Linked DNA regions of Astyanax mexicanus: region 2 is linked to region 1. Evidence: chromatin contacts called from public Hi-C data. All regions are on one chromosome and are shown on one strand. Each heading gives the region's core, a stretch centred on a gene start, on an enhancer-like site or on the middle of the called end of the contact. The rest is flanking DNA. Distances are from core to core; before and after follow the strand shown. Region 1 overlaps trim3b (tripartite motif containing 3b). Region 2 holds the start of trim3b (tripartite motif containing 3b).

Region 1 (3,902 bases), core at 788-3,287:
GTGCAGCAATTAATGATTATTTCTCCAACCCTTAATTATTAAGTTATTGGGAGGTAAAATTAGCTTTTAATAGCTATAATTTAATTTATTTAAATGCACCTTTTAAGGTGGAATGGAAAATTTTAGTAGCTACTAGTGCTGGGTGGTGTACCGGTTTATACAGTATACTGGAAGATAGGGTTGTGCCGATAGACAATATCGTCGTCCATAGTCATTTATGACCCAACATCGTGATGGACGGTAACCATCGCGATGCCACGCCCACTTTTTTGTTTTTCCAGAAACATGCACATATTTTTGTTACTCACCCCTTAAAAAAAATCTACGAAAGAAAAAAAAAATGTAATTTTTATTATTATTAGAAAAATAACGAACATTTTGACAAAAATATAATCTAACGAATTTCAAAACATAGAAACGAAAAACGTTAAAATGGTATTAATATAACATATAACTGGATATAGCTGGATCAAACAGTTTAGCGTCAGTTATAAGGAACGCGCGCGGCATTGCAAAAAAAAAAAAAAAAAAAAAAAAAAAACGTTTTAATAAATAAGGTCCTATCAAGTGAAGTGAAATATATGGTATTAAAAGGTATTAAATTTACATATTTATTGATATTTAATCAAGAGAAATCAGGCAAAATGCGCCACGCTGCGCTCTCCCTCCCTCCCTCCCTCAGCGAGGAGCTGAATTCAGCGCGAGGCTAAAACTAAAATATAACAACTCAGTTTAGTTAAATAAATTAGGATGAGTGAGGACATGTAAATTTAATCAAATATTGTCAAATATAAAGGATAGGTTGAGGTTTTGGGGAGCTGTTTCAATTATTTGAAACTGAAACTAACTGAAACTGATATTATTCTGCGCACTAAAAGATAGCCTTTGATTGTGTTTTAAATGAGTTTTTAGTTTATATTAATTACTTTTTATTCATTTTAAATTTTTTTAGTATTTTATTGATCAAACACTAGACATTAAGGAGACATCGCCCAACCCTACTGGAAGAGGCTTTTGAACCGGTATGCTTTTTTCCTATACCGCCATACCACTAGAGGCGCTGCGGAGCGCTGTGTAGAAGCATACAGTGTTGATCAGCACTGCCAAAGAAGACGCACAGCTCGCTAGATAATGCTAGACAGTTAGCATAACAAGCTAACATACTGCACAGACTGGAATTGCACAATCGATCCACAGCTTGGAGAAAAGTTCCTCTCGTGCCCCAGACAAGCCCAGAACCGGTCATTTATTTAACACAAGAGCTTAAACTCCCTAAAACTCTGGATACGAGGAATTAACTATAGCCTTTTTAAATATATTAATACTGTAGCTTGAAGGATAATTTTAATACACACTGTACTGAACATAATTATTAATTGGGGAACCATGGGAATTGGAACTGTGTAAAAAGGAAGCCGTGTTAAAGTTGTTGGCATATCTTTTTCTAAGGTCTATTGTTCACTAATCAAAGCCTTAATTTAAAGCCTTAATGTTTGATATTATGTGTACTCCTAACAGGAGTCACATCACAAACCTAAATAATAATAATAATAATAATAATCAATAAATAAGATAAAATAAAAAAACATGGTGTACGGTGAAACTGTCAGAATCTTGAAAAATACAATGATATTCTATTTTAAAGGCCAAAAAGAGTACAGCCAGGATTCCTATTATCTATGTGACTGATGATCCAGTGCAGTTTAATATTAGATCATGGAAGAATTGACTTTGTTTAGATTGGGTCAGCTCACATGTAATCAAGCGTGTGCGCCTGTTGTCCACATGCTCTATTTGGAGTCCTGTTTGAGGAGCCTTTTGACTCATTAGAATAAAATAGTAGGTGTGTCTACTCAGTCTACTCAGCCCAGTCGCTTTAAAACAGCGTAAAGACTAAAGCTTCCTTCATTGGTGGCAAAGTCTAGGAGTGTAGTGCAAAATGTAGTGACACAATGACAGGAAGTGGCATGAATGGGCTCTCTCTGCCGAGGGCCGTTTTTTTTCTGCTTGGATAGCGCAGTTTGACAGCCTGGGTGTTGTCATGCCCCAGTGTCTTGGTGTTTTGGCTCCAGCGGTGTGTGTCCACAGGCTGTGCTCAGCTACTGTGCCACTGCGTGTTTTGACAGCCAAACAATTCAGAGTGTTGAATGAGTTTAATCTCTTGACCTCTTCCACCCGCCTGTCTCTCTCCCACCAGTGTTTCTAAATATCTTAAATTTAGGGTACCCAACATTTAGGTCGTGTGGATAGCAGACGAAATCTTAGCAAGTTATGTTTTAAAATAAAATATTTAGTACCATGGATGTGATTTTAGTTCCCCTTTTGTCATCACTACTACTGTTTCACTCTTTCTACTTAAAGCAACAGTACCTATGTACCTTTTCCCATTTAAATATCATCGTCTCGATTAGTGTTGTAGTCAAGACCGCTAGAGCCGAGTCCGAGTCAGGACCAAGACTGGGACATGTCACGTCCGAGTCAAGACCAAGACTTTTCAGTAGTCGAGTCTGAGTCAAGACCGGGACCGGGACCGGGAAACCAAGACTAAAATCCGAGACCAGATTAATATTTAAAAATAAATACATTACACAAAGTATCTTCTCTATTTATCAAAATTACGCTTAATCTGTCTCTTCTAAAATCTAATCAGAAGTCACCGCATGAAGTCAACTGAATCTAATTCTATTCATTTTCAATATAAAATGTAAAAAAAAAAACAATCACAATTTGCCCTCAAACTGCTTGTCCCTAAGGTTAGCTAGTTTGTCGCTAAGATTTGTTAGCTCATTGCTAGCTTTAGTTCTGTTCCTGGTAACATTAGTGTGTTAGCTAGCTTGTTGCTAAGGTTAGCGAACTCGTCGCTAGCTTTAGTTCTCTCTTCAATAACATTAGTGTTAGCTAGCTTGTCCCTAGTCCCTAGTAGTCCCTAGTCACTAGTGATAGTCATTTGGTCTTTTTAATCAGGTGACCATGTACAATGCTCACTTAAAAAATGTCACTGAGCTGCGGCCCGTTTCCTTTTTTGGAGCGGCCTGCAAGATATTTTAGAAATAGAATAAAAATTGGCCCGCTGTTAAGCAGGTTTTATAATGTGAGATTCAAAGTTTGAACGCTAGGTGTCAGAAACAGGCCAAAGAGTCTAAAAGCGGAGAGAGTGCGCATTTCTAGCGCAGAAAAACGGGCCAAAGAGTCTGAAAGCGGAGAGAGTGCGCATTTCTAGCGCAGAAAAACAGGCCAAAGAGTCTAAAAGCGGAGAGAGTGCGCATTTCAAGCGCAGAAAAACAGGCCAAAGAGTCTAAAAGCGGAGAGAGTGCGCATTTCTAGCGCAGAAAAAACGGGCCAAAGAGTCTAAAAGCGGAGAGAGTGCGCATTTCTAGCGCAGAAAAAAACAGGCCAAAGAGTCTAAAGCGGAGAGGGTGCACATTTCTAGCGCAGAAAAACGGGCAAAAGAGTCTAAAAGCGGAGAGGGTGCGCATTTCTAGCGCAGAAAAACGGGCCAAAGAGTCTAAAAGTTGCCGTAATTAAGGAGTTTAATATTAAGAGACATCATGAAATGAAACATCAATTTAAAAATCTTAGTTTACACAACACTGTCAAAGATAAAGATAGTAAGTCAAGTAAAATGGTGTGTAAATGAAAGTAATCAGTAAAATGTATTATTTAAAGTGGTATATTTCATTATTTGTTTTATTACAGAGTCTGTGGCCCGTGACTTTCTCCTTCTGGCCCCCAACAAAAAAAGTTTGGACACCCCTGATATAGAGTGTTTATTCAGCACACTCTGTTTGTTTCCTCTCCTCATCCTTTCTTTTCCAATTTTCTTTTGATTCTCAGGTGCTTACAGAACTACATCCCACCCCAGTCTCTGACCCTGTCCTGCCCGGTGTGCCGACAGACCTCCA
Region 2 (3,735 bases), core at 1,087-3,586, 45 kb before region 1:
ACACACACTAATATTTCGTTGGACCTTCTTTAGCTTTGATTTCAGCATGAATTCACTGTGGTATTGTTTCAATAAGCTCGGCAATGTCAAGATTTATTTCAATACAGTGTTGCATAAATTTTTCACAAAGATCTTGCAGCAGCATTGATGATGGTAGAGTCTGACCACTGCACAAAGCAGCTCTTCTCCATCCAGCACATCCCAAAGATTCTCAATGAGGTTAAGATCTGGACTCTGTGGATCCTGACACTGTTATCTTGGAATATGCCCGTGCCATCAGGGAAGGAAAATTCCATTAATGGAATAACCTGTTCATTTTTAGTATATTCAGGTAGCCAGATACATACATGCATACATACATGGGTTGGACAATGAAACTAAAACACCTGTCATTTTAGTGTGGGAGGTTTCATGGCTAAATTGGAGCAGCCTGGTGATCAATCTTCATTAATTGCACATTGCACCAGTAAGAGCAGAGTGTGAAGGTTCAATTAGCAGGGTAAGAGCACAGTTCTGCTCTAAATACTGCAATGCACACAACATTATGGGTGACATACCAGAGTTCAAAAGAGGACAAATTTTATATATATATATATATATATATATATATATATATATATATATATATATATATATATATATATATATATATATATATATATATATATATATATTCGGCCTGTTCTCCTTCTTCTCCATACCGCCATAAACTGGCTGTTTTCAGGCCGTTTGAATGAGCGCCTCAGACCGCGAGGCACCGTGCGCTGCCGCTGTTGTGCCGAATTAGACTCCCTGCAGAATCTGACTCCTCTTCGCGAGCAGATTCGGCACAACACCGCCTGCTGGAGTGGACACAGTGCTTATGAAAAAATTAACAAACACAAAAACGAAGGTTATTCTATCAGTGATTTCAGTTCTTTTTAATTAGTTTTCTAAACTTTTTTTCTTTTAATTACCGTTTTTATTAGTTTCAGTTAACGGAAATGTTTTTTTACTTTCAGTTTTTATTTTGTTCCTTTTCATTAATTATAATACTTGGTTACTTGGTTATATTGTGATTATAATGCCAGAGCTTTATATAAAGTAAAAATAGCATTAAAAACACAGACTATTTCCTGAAGCCCTACCCGACCGGGCCGAGGAATGTGGTGGGAAATCTTGGGTCGAGAATCTAAGCTCTAATATTAATATACCGATACCGTGGCCCAAGAACCGTGATACGAACCGAACCGTGGCCACACTGTACCGTTGCATCCCTAATATATATATATATATATATATATATATATATATATATATATATATATATATATATATATATATATATATATATATATAGTTTCTTTGTTCAACCTCTGTGTTTGAACACGTGGAGTTTTGTACTTAACAAAAATGACCTGGCAGAGTGAAGAAGACAAAGGAGTAACAAGTGCTAAACACCTCTGGGAACTCCTTCCTTCAAGACTGTTGGAAAACTATTCAGGTGGCCACCTCTTGAAGCTCATTGAGAGAATGATGCCAAGAGTGTGCAAAACAGTAATCAGAGCAAAGGGGGGCTATTTTGAAGAAACTGAAATATAAAACATGTTTTCAGTTATTTCACTTTTTTTTTTGTTAAGTACATAAGTCAACGTGTTCATTGATAGTTTTGGTGCCTTTAGTGAGAATCTACAATGTAAATAGTCATGAAAATAAAGAAAACGCATTAAAAAGAGAAAGTGTGCCAAACTTTTGGCCTGTACTGTACATACAGGGTGGGGGGGCAACATAAGGCCAACGTAGGCCCACTGGCCAAAATTACATTGGACCAATATGATTGGCCAACTTGCTATTCCAATACTACAATATCATGTTTATTGTACTTAAATATACTTTCTTATTTCAGGTCAGTGTGGCTCCCCAGGGTAGTTTTTGCTCTTTATTTTCTTCTTTTTCTTAGGTCTGATGAAGAGGGAACTGTAAGGAGAGCCGATTCCAGCTCAGTCCAGAACAGACCAGTGCTGATATCTCCTCTCAACAAGGCCTGATCTATAACCTCATATTTCCAGTTTCTCCTCTGATCCTCTATTGTTCCCTCGTTCTTTTTCTCTTGCTTTCTCTCTCTCCCTCTCTCTCTGTTAGATGAATTGGGTTGGAATCTGGGGGCATTTGCACTGTTGCCTGGGAAATGGTGTTGTTTACAGCATGTTCTCATTTGGCTGGAGTCGCAGTGAAATAATACCCCTCGGAAAAAAAAAACCTGTGTCCTCGCACACACAGACTCCTCTTTCATACAGAACTCCCCAACAGCCTGTCCAACAACTCCTGCACAGAACAGCCTCAGTCCTCTTCTGTTCTTCTGTTCTTTGGGATTCTTCTGTTCTTCCACTCTTTAGAACTGAGGCCAGTTTAGATGCAATACTGCTGCTTCATTGCCTTTTTTATTATAATTATTATCATTCATTAATAGGTGCTTGTGTGGTCACAAGGTGTCTTGTGTGTGTGTGTGTGTGTGTGTGTGTGTGTGTGGCAGGCAGGCAGACACTCGAGCTGGAACAGAGAGGAGTGAACTTGCGCTACAGGATCACATGAGAAGGTGAGTTGGAGGGCTTTAAGTGGAGAACTCCAGAGTACCAGGTCTTACACTCTGCTTTACCTGCTTCACTTTATCAACGGTGAGTTATCTTTTAATATTCAATTTAACCTTTATTTATCCAGGCAAGACAATAAGAACATTTGCTAGCAGATTATATCCAATACTGATGATGCATTATTCATGTTGTTTTATTCATAAGTCAGGAAGTCTATAAACAGAATCCTCTTTTCTCTGGATCCTGTTAATTTATTTGTTGCATTTGTTTTTGTATTAATTTTTAACCAGTGATTTCTCAGTTGTTGCCTAGGTGTATTAGGTCAACAGTTGTTAGTATTTATATTTTTGATCTTCTGTGGCATCTTCTGTGGCATCTTTTGCTTATTACATCATTCCCTATGTTATGTATTATGGTGTTTGCTTATTTATTTATTTTGGTTTTAACCTGTCATGTTTAATATGTCATATCTATGTCCAATACAGTGAGGCATACAAGTGGTTCATAAATAAAACTATGTATATATGTATATATCCAAATGTAAAAACAGTATATTTATATAGGTTAGGGCCTGATAAAGCAGTAATGATTTAAAAATAATCAGCTTATTATAAAAACTGGATGTTATAAATTGGTGTGAAAAAAAAAAGAATTCCCAAAGAAAAAAAAAATCTATAAAAGAGGTGTTTTTTTCTTACCAAAAATATAATTCAAGCAATAAAGTTTTTTTTTTATAGGTCAATATAACTATTATTATTGATAAATTGCATAATAGTATCTTACAATATACAAGGCTAAGAAGCAATGAGCTCTTTTGGGAATTATTTTATCCCATTCTTTCTGTAAACACATCCAGTGGTTTCTCAACAGGAATCATTTAAGTATTATTGGATGGTCCTTTTGTATTTGGTCCCAAACTAACAGCATTCATTTCTTATTTGTTCCAAAAAAATCTGAAAAACTGCTATTTTTATAAGTGTTTGTATCATTATTGTGATAAATTGCATGCATTATAATAAAGGGATGATTACATTATTTGTCCTACTGTTTTTTAATGCTTTTTTTAATGCACTATCCCTTTATTACATTTAATTGTGTGTAAATATTGTGACAAGGATTTGTTAATGTATTGTGATATTAGTGTATTTATAATGTAATCCATTGC

What was found. Hi-C and Micro-C count contacts between places; a contact is called where the count stands out from the background.
Region 2: a contact with region 1 is called in a Hi-C map of muscle, with 20 times the contacts expected there. The contact joins the promoter of trim3b here to the enhancer-like site in region 1. A contact is called at or near these places in 2 of 3 Hi-C or Micro-C datasets (both in muscle).

What each region holds. Positions count from the first base shown.
Region 1 is chr20:37,624,551-37,628,452 of AstMex3_surface, reverse strand. trim3b (tripartite motif containing 3b) reads left to right here. Exons shown (of 14, transcript XM_049468934.1): 4 at 3,835-3,902. Among protein-coding and RNA genes, the nearest start is that of trim47, 39 kb to the right of the region's middle. Within about 2 kb of position 2,037, the one cell type or tissue checked has an H3K27ac peak away from gene starts, as active enhancers do.
Region 2 is chr20:37,669,816-37,673,550 of AstMex3_surface, reverse strand. It overlaps trim3b (tripartite motif containing 3b), which reads left to right and starts at 2,336. Exons shown (of 14, transcript XM_049468934.1): 1 at 2,336-2,575.